2 separate regions of the Mus musculus genome follow, and region 1 is linked to region 2. The links are chromatin contacts, called in public Hi-C maps. All regions are on one chromosome and are shown on one strand. The core of a region is the stretch at or near the end of the contact, and the rest is flanking DNA. Distances in the headings are between cores, read along the strand shown. Region 1 overlaps Gm11515 (a long non-coding RNA gene). Region 2 holds the start of Itga3 (integrin alpha 3).

What was found. A called contact is a pair of places that touch in the nucleus more often than the background predicts.
Region 1: a Hi-C map of bone marrow-derived macrophages shows a contact between it and region 2, with 38 read pairs. The contact joins the enhancer-like site here to the promoter of Itga3 in region 2. A contact is called at or near these places in 16 of 39 promoter capture datasets (the 3T3-L1 cell line, 3T3-L1-derived adipocytes, the C10 cell line and 10 more), 1 of 15 datasets of contacts at CTCF or cohesin (the NIH/3T3 cell line), 5 of 484 Hi-C or Micro-C datasets (the HPC-7 cell line, Th1 cells, bone marrow-derived macrophages and 2 more), 24 of 115 datasets of contacts at active chromatin or transcription factors (VIP interneurons, bone marrow-derived macrophages, craniofacial prominence and 15 more) and 4 of 9 other capture datasets (adipose tissue, embryonic stem cells, liver and 1 more).

Annotation. Positions count from the first base shown.
Region 1 is chr11:95,234,649-95,239,958 of GRCm38.p6, forward strand. The region is part of intron 1 of Gm11515 (a long non-coding RNA gene); the gene reads right to left. Among named protein-coding and RNA genes, the nearest start is that of Gm11515, 23 kb to the right of the region's middle. Within about 2 kb of position 4,038, at least 13 of the 459 cell types and tissues checked have an H3K27ac peak or open chromatin away from gene starts, as enhancers often do. A contact at or near this core is called in bone marrow-derived macrophages and trophoblast stem cells, where this site is marked.
Region 2 is chr11:95,074,982-95,079,849 of GRCm38.p6, forward strand. Itga3 (integrin alpha 3) reads right to left here and starts at 1,733. Exons shown (of 26, transcript NM_013565.3): 1 at 1,150-1,733. The coding sequence starts at 1,355.

The DNA of each region.
Region 1 (5,310 bases), core at 2,788-5,287, 160 kb after region 2:
TTAGGGGTGCTGGACACTCAGTACTGTGTAATGAGAATCGTACAGGCTCTCTGGCAACTTCTCTTTTACTGACAGCATCCTTCCTGGGAGCTCTATGGGGAAACCTCACTCCTATGGGGGTTTCTCAGCTCTCTTGGCTACGCTGCCTGCAAATGGGGGTCCTGAACCGATCAAACCACGGGATGAATGGCAGGCAGGGTGCATAGGCTGGAATCTCCCAATCCTGGTCTCCATTTCCAGACTCTCCTCTTGTCTGGGTTCAGCTCACAGAGCTTTTGTGGGAATGGCCACCGTGTCAGGGTCACTAGAGCAGCGGCTCCTGGGGCAGACTGAAGATGCCACCCGCACAGATGCTTTGTATGGGTCAGTGATTCTAGCAGCAGCGATGCTGACCTCAGCAGAAGCTTACAGAAAATCCTGGCTCCAGGGGACCTAGAAACATACGCCTGGTATGGTGGTGCATGCTTGTACCTCCAGCACCCAGGAGACTGAAGCAGGAAGATAGACTGCAGGAGGTTCATCTGGGCCAGTTGCTGGAGGTGCACAGTGTGGAAGGTATCTTTGGGTATAACCTTGTTGATAGTTCTCTTTATATTAAAAAAAACAAAAAACTTTTTTTTTTTTTCAGTCAGGTTGCCTAGGCTACCCTCTATCTTCCTCAATAGATGAGGGTGACTTTGAACTTCTGATCCTCTTCCTTCCACATCCTGGCTGCTGGAGTCTCAGGTATATTCCACCACAGCCCGTTTGTGTGGTTCAAGGAAAGGAACCCAGGTCTGGGTGCAGGCTAGCAAATGCTCTATCAACTGAGTTATGTCCTCACCCTTAGCTCTCTGCATTGGCGTGTGTATGCCAAACCATGATATCACAGACATTATTGCTCTGAAGTGTTTATTTCTTTATCATATGTCACAAACATCTACAAAGCAGTTTCTATGCCCAGGCACCCTTCTGGCTACTTTCCAAATAACGCTATGAGGCAAGTGCTATTAGCCCCATTTCACAGGTGAGGAAACAGAGGCACAGGGATTCGGGGATGGGCCCAAGTCACACCCCTCATAAGTGGCAAAGCTTAGCCTTCAGCTTGGACTGACATCAAATCTGTTGGCACCAAAAGAGTCTAAGGTGCAAAAAAAACCGGTGATGGGTGTTTCTGCTAGTGGCTCGTGGGAGGCACAGTGTGTAAGGGATATCCCTAGAACTTTTCATGGGCCTCTTTCACTGGATAATTGTTAGTGACGATCCACTTAAAGGAAAAAGAAACATTTCCCAAGCCCCTAGGAAGTGCAACTCCCTTGCCCTGATCCAGTCTGTGCTGGCACTCGAAAGGGCAAGGTACATCGGTAGAATCCTCCGAGCGCTAACTGGAGTCCCCCCTCTACGTCCTCTGATGTCTCCACCCACTGCCTCCATTAGACTCCTCGCTGTCCCGTCTCTAGGAGCTGCACACTGGCAGAAACCACAGACCATATGCCTTAAGCTCAGCTTGTGGAGAGAGAGTTACTCAGAGCCTCTGTGCCCAGGCACTGGGCTGAAACAACTATCAGAGGGAAAACACGCGGGGGTTGGGGGGTGCAGAGACACACTCCTGCATGCCCATCGCTCAGAACGCTGAGGCAGGAGGATCGCCTCAGATACAAGGCCTGCCTGGGTTACCAAACCCCTTGGCTTCTACATCTTACATCTCTGCTCCTTCCAGGCTGGCCCTCACCAGCCCATCCCCCTAAGCCCTCTCATGCTCGCCCATGCTGCCAGTCCCCAGAGGACTCTCTCAAGCTGAATGTCTCTGGCTACATCCTCAGCCATACCCAGGCATCAGCAAGCAAGAAGACGCAAGTAGTCCACCAGGTCACATTGCTTTTTCAGACTTCTGTGTGGCTTCCTTCTGATCCATGTCCCTCTTACCCACCAGGGACCTGCCAACCCTAGCTAGAGTGACAGGAGGCAGCTGTGACATTAGAGCAGCATACAAGCAATGCAGGTCCCTGTGAGCTCAGGCCACAGGCCATGCCCTTACTTGAGGCAGGTTGCTTGTTTCTCAAGGAGGATGGGGGAGGTAGTGAGGAAGGGAGATGGAGGGGCATCTATGAGGCAGCAGGACTAGTCCAAACTCACACAGCACTGGTGTGTACCCAAGCATTGCTCTCAGCCCAGTGTCTAGGGAATCATGAACTCACTCCTCCAAGCCAACCTGAGAGGAAGACACTGCCTCTACCATCTTTGTACAGAAGGGAGAATGAAACACAGAGAGGTGTAGTAACTTTCCTAAGGTTACACAGTTGGATATCGAAGACAAGATTTAAATTCAGACTGTCTAGCTCTTTGATCTCCTCTCCCCGTGTAATTTTTCTGCTTAAAAGTTTCACACCTATGAGAATAAGCTGAGGCTTGCTCGTCCTTGAGACATCCAAGGTCTCCTCAAGCTGCCAGCTCCCCCACCGACAGCACTTCTCTGCCCTACTGGATACCTGACTATTTGAATCTTATCTCTATCAGCTGCCTAACTACATGATTTTTGGCTAAGTTACTCCATCTTCCTGAGCCTCAAGCTCCTCCTCGAGCCTCCAAACTGGAGGACTACTGATACCTACAATTAAGTAGACTTAATGAGATCACCCAGATGGAAAGCCTACTAGGCACCACCGACCTGCACACAGAAACAGCACAATACTGAGCAGAAAGAGAAGGAGAGAGATGTCTCAGGTGGCAACTTGGTGTTAGGTTGTTTAGTGGCCAGGTGGGGGAGGGGTCTCCTGCAAGAACTATCCTGGGGAGGAGCATGCTTCAGACTGAAAGGCTAGTCACCAGTAGGGCTCCTGTTGACATTTGAATTTTTGGGGTGGCTAGAACCAGATCAAAAGTCCCCCATACCTGTCTCCCATGGCCCACGGAGAGGCATCTCTGCCTGAGGCCCACCTCTCGCAGCCCCTAGAGTCACTGGCTGTTCCTGCTGGGCACAGTCTCAGGGAGAAAGAGGGTAGTTGCACCTGATGAGACTTCTCGTCAGGAGTATTGAGCCCGCCTGCACAGGCTTGGTCTGAGTCTGGGATTTTAGCCTGAGTCCTATTGTCCGATCTCCCCTGGCCCTAGCCCCTTGGTCCGAAGCAGACACGGTTGCCCAGGATGGTCTCCCAGGAGACCAAACTCTCTTGGGAATTTGGTAAAGAATGAGGCATGGGGGTGAGGTGGGAACAGGGTATGGAGCTCAGGCTGAGGTACAGACAGCCACACCAACCGGAGCCTCAGGTATGGCTACTCTGGTTTTGTTTGCTTCCAGTGGGAGGTATGCTTATCCAGTTCCTGCCTGCGGCTCATTGAGAAACTCCAAATGGGGACGGAGTCTGCGTGTACAAACTGAAGAGCATCCTTGCCAGAGACACGACTGTGTCCGTCAGTTTCAAATACAGTTTCCAGCACCGCTGCTCAGCAGGATAGCTTGTATATTTGACAACTGGCTGCCCACACTCTTGAGGGAGTGAAACGAGTCTGCTCTGGCCCTGTAGCTCCTTGACCTTCTACCAAGGAGGGAGTGGGGCAGGAATCTGCCACCAGAGTTTTATTCTGGATCTGCTCATGCCGGGCCATCGGATCACCTCCTTCTACATCCAATCAGGAACCCTGCGATCAGGTGCACACTCTGTGACCCTCTGAGATGTGGGAGGAGGGAGAGCCTGGAGTCCTTCTCCATCCACCGGCCTGATGTGAGAGGCTCTAGGCAGCCCTAAAAGCACACTGGGAATGCGTGAGTCACTGAAACCCCAAAAGTCTCTGCCCCCACCCCTCCAATCTCTCCCACAGCATCCCTCTAGTACTGGACCAGGGATGACCTAGGAGTTCTTTCTACTACAGTGCGCCCTTCCCCCACCAAGCCCCATTCTCCCTCTCTGCTGAGGAGTGTCTGTCTGTCTGTGACTTCTAGGGTCTGGGGAGACAGAGAGCGGGTTGTTGTTTGAATCTGAATCTGGAGACTATTTAGGAGAAGGGGAAATGAGGTCACCAGAGGCAGGCTTTGAAGGTCATACTCAGCCCCTGGTCTGGCTTCTCTCTCCACTTCCTGATCTGCCATTGTGTAAACAGCTCTGCCTCACACTCCCGCTGCCTGCTGCCTGCCGTGAAGGGAGTCCGGACACTTCCCTTACCCAGTGGTGAACTGAAATCCTAAGACACACTAAATCTTCCTTTACGCCTTTAAATCCCAGCACTCAGGAGGCAGAGGCAGGTGGATCTCTCAGTTGAAGGCCAGCCTGGTCTACAGAGCGAGTTCCAGGATAGCCAGAGAAACTCTGTCTTGAAAATGAACAAACAAACAAACAATAAAACATTTCTGTCATCCTCTTGTCTCAGTGACAAGTAGGACCCGAAGGGAGATGGATCTAGATATGGGGGCTCTAGTTGACCCCCCCATCCTTCAGCTGTGCTGAAGACCATGCCTCCATCTCAAAAGCTGGATGGCAGCCACTCAGGGTGGCTCGGGCCTGCATCCTAGGATCCAGAAGATAGAAGCAGGAGGATCCTAAGTCCAAGGCCATCTTCATTTACTAGGGAATTGGAGGCTAGCCTGAGCCGTACAGTGACTTCCAGGTCAGCCAGAGGCTAGCCTGAGCCACACAGTGACTTCCAGGTCAGCCAGAGGTTGTGTGAGACCCAGGCTCAACCAATAAGATGGAGTCTTGTTCGACAGCTCACTAAGAAAAGACCTGCCTGCCAACTCAGCAGGCTTGAGTTCCATCCCCAGGAGACCCGCATGGTAGAAGGAAAAAGCAGACTCCTGGAAGTTATCTTCTATCTTCCATAGGTACGCTGTAGCATGCCCGCTCCACGCTCACTAAATAAATACATGTTAAAAATAAAAAATAATAGGGGCCGGAGAGGTGGCTTGGCCTCTAACGCGCTTGCGTAACAAGCCTTACAACCTTGAGTTCAATTCCCTGAAACCCACGTAAAGGTGGAATGGCTCCAGAAAGGTCTCCTCTGAGAGCCATGTGTTCTCCGTGGCTTGCACACCCACACTCACACACACACAAGAATAAATAAATAACTTTTAAAAACACAGCAACAAAAGAAAAGGCTGAGTGTTCTGGGGGGAACACCACAGAGACCCCTTGACATGTTCCTTGAGCTTTCAAATAGCAAGTCTGCCCAAAACACCAGTGGGAAACTAAGGCAGGAAGAGAAAGCTAGCAAGGAATGACGTTGCAAGGGCCTGGGCTCCAGAGTCCAGAGAGGCCCCTTAGAAGTACCAGAGATCCACAAAGCTGGTTTTAGAAGAACAGGTCGTTCTTATGCCCTGGTGGCCTTCGGGCAGCTGCT
Region 2 (4,868 bases), core at 483-2,982:
CAAGTTTCTACAGGCCCCAGTCAGAGCAGGGAGAGGTTTCAACACTTTTTACCTTGACTGTGTCTTCTGATTTAGGAACTGTCAGAGGCCGGGCAGGAGTAAATGCCTGGCAGACCACCCAGCTCAAAAAGGTAGGAGGGGCTTATATGATGGATCATCACTGTCCCTCCTGGGCAGTTTCACCACCTCTGGTCACCCTCTTCCCTCAGCTAGCCAACCTAAGCACACAGAACCTATGCAGAGAAACCTCAGACACCTGGACATGACCCGTTGGGCATGAGTGTGCTCAGGGAGGGGCAGGTGGCTGGATGCAATCTCCTCCCCTCCTCCACTCTGCTGGGCTCTTCCCGCTTCTTGCAGCTGTTGCAAAGAGCAGAAGAAAAGAGAAAACACCATTCCCCTCTTCAAACCAAAACAAACACACTCAGGGCTGCTGATTCAACATGAATCTGTGGAATGCAGGGAGATGTCTGGTGGGAGTACCCCCACTGCTTCCGGGTGGGCTCTGGCCTCAGAGTAGAAGACAGCGCCTCCTCTGTCTTCTACTGTCCGTTCCTCTAGGGGCAAGAGGAAGTCTCTGGACAGCTCCGAATGCCCAGCCTCTTCATCACCTCACTCTGCAATGCCAAGCCCTTGAGAAGTGTGGTCCAGCCTGGTTCTGCAGAGGGCGTGGCTGCTCTGGCCACAGGCTAAATGAGAGGGCTAATAGGGATTTGAACGCATATATTCTCGGTTCTCTTCAAGGAGGAGGGGAAGAGCGATGTAATAGGTGTTTAATATACAGAGTTCTCCTAGCCCGGGAAAGAAGCTAATGTTAGGTACTGGATTCTCAGGGTGCTGGGCAACAAAGACCCTACTTCCGAAGATGTCTGAAATGTGGAGCGGTCGCGTCTAGACAGGTTCTGGCCAGGTCAGCACTTGCCATGATTACTGCCCCCCTCCCCCCACCCCCTTCCTCCACTTGCCGCCAAGCCCCACAATCGGAGAACTGCCGTCTTACCCGCCCTCTTAATCCTGGCTCACAAGGAAAGGCCAGCAGCAGCAGGCCTGGAAGTCAGCGGGCCCAGGGCTCCAGTTTAGCTTAGGTCAGGTATCCGCGCACATACCCCTCTCTCTGCACCCCACCTCACCGCCGCCAGGCTGACTTACAGGTAGCGCTGTTGTCGCTCAGTCTGCCGATGGAGGGCGACCGAGTAGCCGAAGAGGCTACCGGGGTTCACCGCCTCCTTCACCACCAGGAATCGGGTGTCCAGGTTGAAGGCGAAGGCGACCCGGCCGCAAGCCGCCACCATCAAGGCCAGAGCGCGGAGCAGCCAGCCAGGGGCGCGGGGCACGCGGCAGGGGCCGGGGCCCATGGCTGCGGGCCGGGCCGTAAGGGGCCGGGCGAAATCGCTAGAGGGCTCAGCACCGGGAGTGATGAACGGTTCACCTGCTCCAGGCGCCACCAGAGGACACCCGAGCCCGCAGAGCCGCTGCACCGGTAGTCAGGCAATTTTTTACCCTAGTCCGGGTCACTTTCACGTCTGCTCCGGGTGCTTTTCCAATCCGTTTTCCAGATCCGTGGATCTACTCTCACGTTGGTTCGGTGGACGGGTCACCGTTCCGAGCTCCGAGCACCCCACACCCTAGATGGTCCCGGCCGCGCCCCCTTGGAGGTGTTAGCTCTTTGGACCTCGGCTAGGTGGAGGATTTAGAACGGCAAGCCCTCGATCACCAGGAGGGCAGGAGGGAGGGATCCTCCCCAGCGCGCCCCGCCTCCCCACCGCCCAGCCCCGCACCTCCCCACCTTGCGCGCCCAGTCCGGGCTCCGCTTTCCTTCCGGGGAAAGAGAAAAGGTCCCCGCTCGGCCGCCGCCTCTTAAAGGGGCAGCGCCGCCCCTCCCTCTCCATCTCTCCTATCGCGACTCCGCCCTCTCTCTCAGACACCTGTCGGGAACCCTTAAAGCCCGGATTTCCCCTTCCAGCGGAGAGCTTCTTCCTAGGAGCGTCGCCTTCGGTACAAGACGGATTGGACGGGCGGGGCCAGAGGTGGATTTGCTTGGCGCTTGCGGCGGCTGCTACTGGAAAGGCCGTTCAAGGCACCGCCAGCACCGCGATCCCCGCTGGACAAACCAGGCGTTGGCTCTTCGGAGAACGGTCGACTGTGTTCGGCTGCCTGGAATGCGGACCTCCGCAGTGATGTGAGTCCCTAAGAGGTGACTGCGGGTCTCCGGACTTAACTTCTTCGTGCTAAGTACACTCAATGTTATGTATGAAGGAGTATTTCTCCTGCCCACCCGCCTCCTCTCATCCTGTTCCCTGCTGGAAGCGGCTCCTCCGCAAAGCCAGACAGATATTTAGTGGTGGTGATGACAACCCATCAGAAATAATAATTAGCAAAGGGCAGCCTTTGTCTCGAAGCAGTGAATGGGACCTCAGCCCCCACAGGTGTGATGCTGGGTGGAGACAGGTGGGCTTGACTCAAAGATCTCACTATCCGAGGAAGAATTAGGGAACTCCAAGAGTGTATGGAATGTTGTTTTGGTCTAACTCAGATTTCCCCTAATGCAGAACAAGACTCATTTTCCCTGAGCATCGTTTTCTACATGTTTTTATAATTAAATAAGAACAGCACATGCAGCAGGCACTATGCTAACTGCTTTACAAATACTACTTTTTCAAGGCAATATACATGTATACAAGTATATATGTGTATACACACACATCTACACAACCACCAGTCTAAGGAAAAGGGAAAGCAGAAAATGAGCCCATCCAATGGGATTCTGCTCCGGTGTTTGAGGAACCAGCTCATTCTGTGTCTGATTCCCTATCTAGACATTGTGACCTTAGAAGGTACAATCATTTCCTCACAGCTGATCTTATCTCTTACACTCAAAGGTGCAGCCCTTAGAGACCAGGATGTCCTTTTGCTCATGACAATTACTGACAGTTTGTCGTTGCCACCACTATGTAAACCCAGGTCTGTACCTGTCTCTCTATTTACATATGGGAGCAGAGCTGTCTCTTCATCAGACACAGCCCTGGAGGGACCAGGGGGAGCAAGCAGCTTTCCCTGCATAAAGTAAGTTTGAGATCTTTGCAGCCCCATGTGGCCACATTGATGCAGGAGCAGCCCAGATGAGCCTGGAGTTAAATAGAAAGATGAGAAAGCAGAGGTGAGCCACCGGAAGGCGCGGGTCTACGATTATGAAATCCTTACACCAGTCATCAGGGAATTAGCTCTGCTTTTAAGATGAGAACACCAAGGCTCAAGGAAGTTACGCTATTCGGCTAAAGCCACAAAGCTAAGATTCTAATAGTGCGGTATCTAACCCCAGAACCCTTCTTAACCATTATGCTAATGATTAACCCTTAGGACAAATCAGATTTTGTTGAGACTTGGTGTGACCGGAGCCTCTCCTATGGGAGTGTCCTCTTCCATTACTTTCTACTTCCCTTTTGGCCTGGCAAATTCTAGATGCCCCGCCTAACTGGTTAAAATGGTAACTGCTAAACAATCTATCTTCCTTTAGCTTTGCAAATACCAGAAGATCTGATGACCTTTCTAGCCTTGTTCCTCTGTCTTTGCGTACAAACCAATGCATATTTACTACCCGGCTGTTTAGCTCCCGATAAGAAGCTTGTCTGCTTTAGGAATGGAACCGGTCCCAAGAGATAAAGTAGATTGTAGTGTTCTGGGCAGAGGGGGGAAAACAACAAACATACCAAAACCCCCAGAGATGTAAGCCATAGGCAGCAAAGACCACTCCCTCAGCCTATAGAACATGCTTCAGTCTGCATATGGAAGTCAGGACAACCTCATGGGCTAGGTGATTCTTCCACTTTTACATGCTTTCTGAGGTCAAACTCAGGTCATCAGCCTTGTACAGCAAGCACTTTATATGCTGAGGCATCTTGCCAGCCTGGTATGACTTCTGCCATGTAGCTCAGGCCAGCCTCAGAATATTGGCTACTGAGGAGCGAGCATCCTTAACCAGGTAAAGTTAGGAGCGTGGCTTTAGGATCTGCCCAGACTCCCACCTTGCTCCCATCCCCCAGCTACGGGCCTAGGCTGAGCAGTTTCCTGTCTTCTCCATGGGGAAAGTGGGGGTTAACGTGCAGGCCTCTGAAGCTTGGCGTCGTCACATCTTACAAATCATTTAATGTCCAGACTCGCGTCATCTTTCTGGGTGCCCTCTGAAAGTCAGGACTGCCGACCTTGTTTGCCTCGTGAGGGAGCAGCACTTCAGGAGTATACCTGGATGTCCAAAGTCACACAGCTCATGGGAAGGGAGTAAGGCACAGCAGGGACTGTACCCACTGACCACAGCTGTGTCTTTAAGAGACAAACTCCAGGCAGATGTTGTTCAGACAGTCAGACATACCTAAACAAGAGCAGCTGCGATAACAGTTTTCTCTGTGGCATTTGAGAGCAGACGCTTGTCCCTGGCTGCCCTTGGAACACTATTAGTCTGAGCTATGACTTCCAGGGCCACTCAGTGTCTCTCATGGTTTGACTTGTGGGCTAGAGCTACCAAAGACATCTGGGGTCAAGGAACAGGAAGCTAGATGGAAGTTGAGCCATTGCGTTTGCCCTTCTGGATAGCTCCCTTGGTTCTTGGCCCTATTCCTAGAGGAGTGTTGATAGCCAGAGCCAGGAGGGCCAGGGTGGGCACTTGGTATAGGCAAGGTTCTGGCCCAAAATAGCTTTGAGTCATGTGATGATGACAGATGGGCTCCACGCCAGGCCTTATCTAGTAAACCATCCCAAACAGGAAGGACCAGCATGTCCGATCTGGGGACCAGGAGCAGGAAAGGGACGAGGGATGGCATTTCCAGTCTAAAGGAGTGTCCAGAGGGAATGTGGGAGCAAGAGCAGAGAGAGCC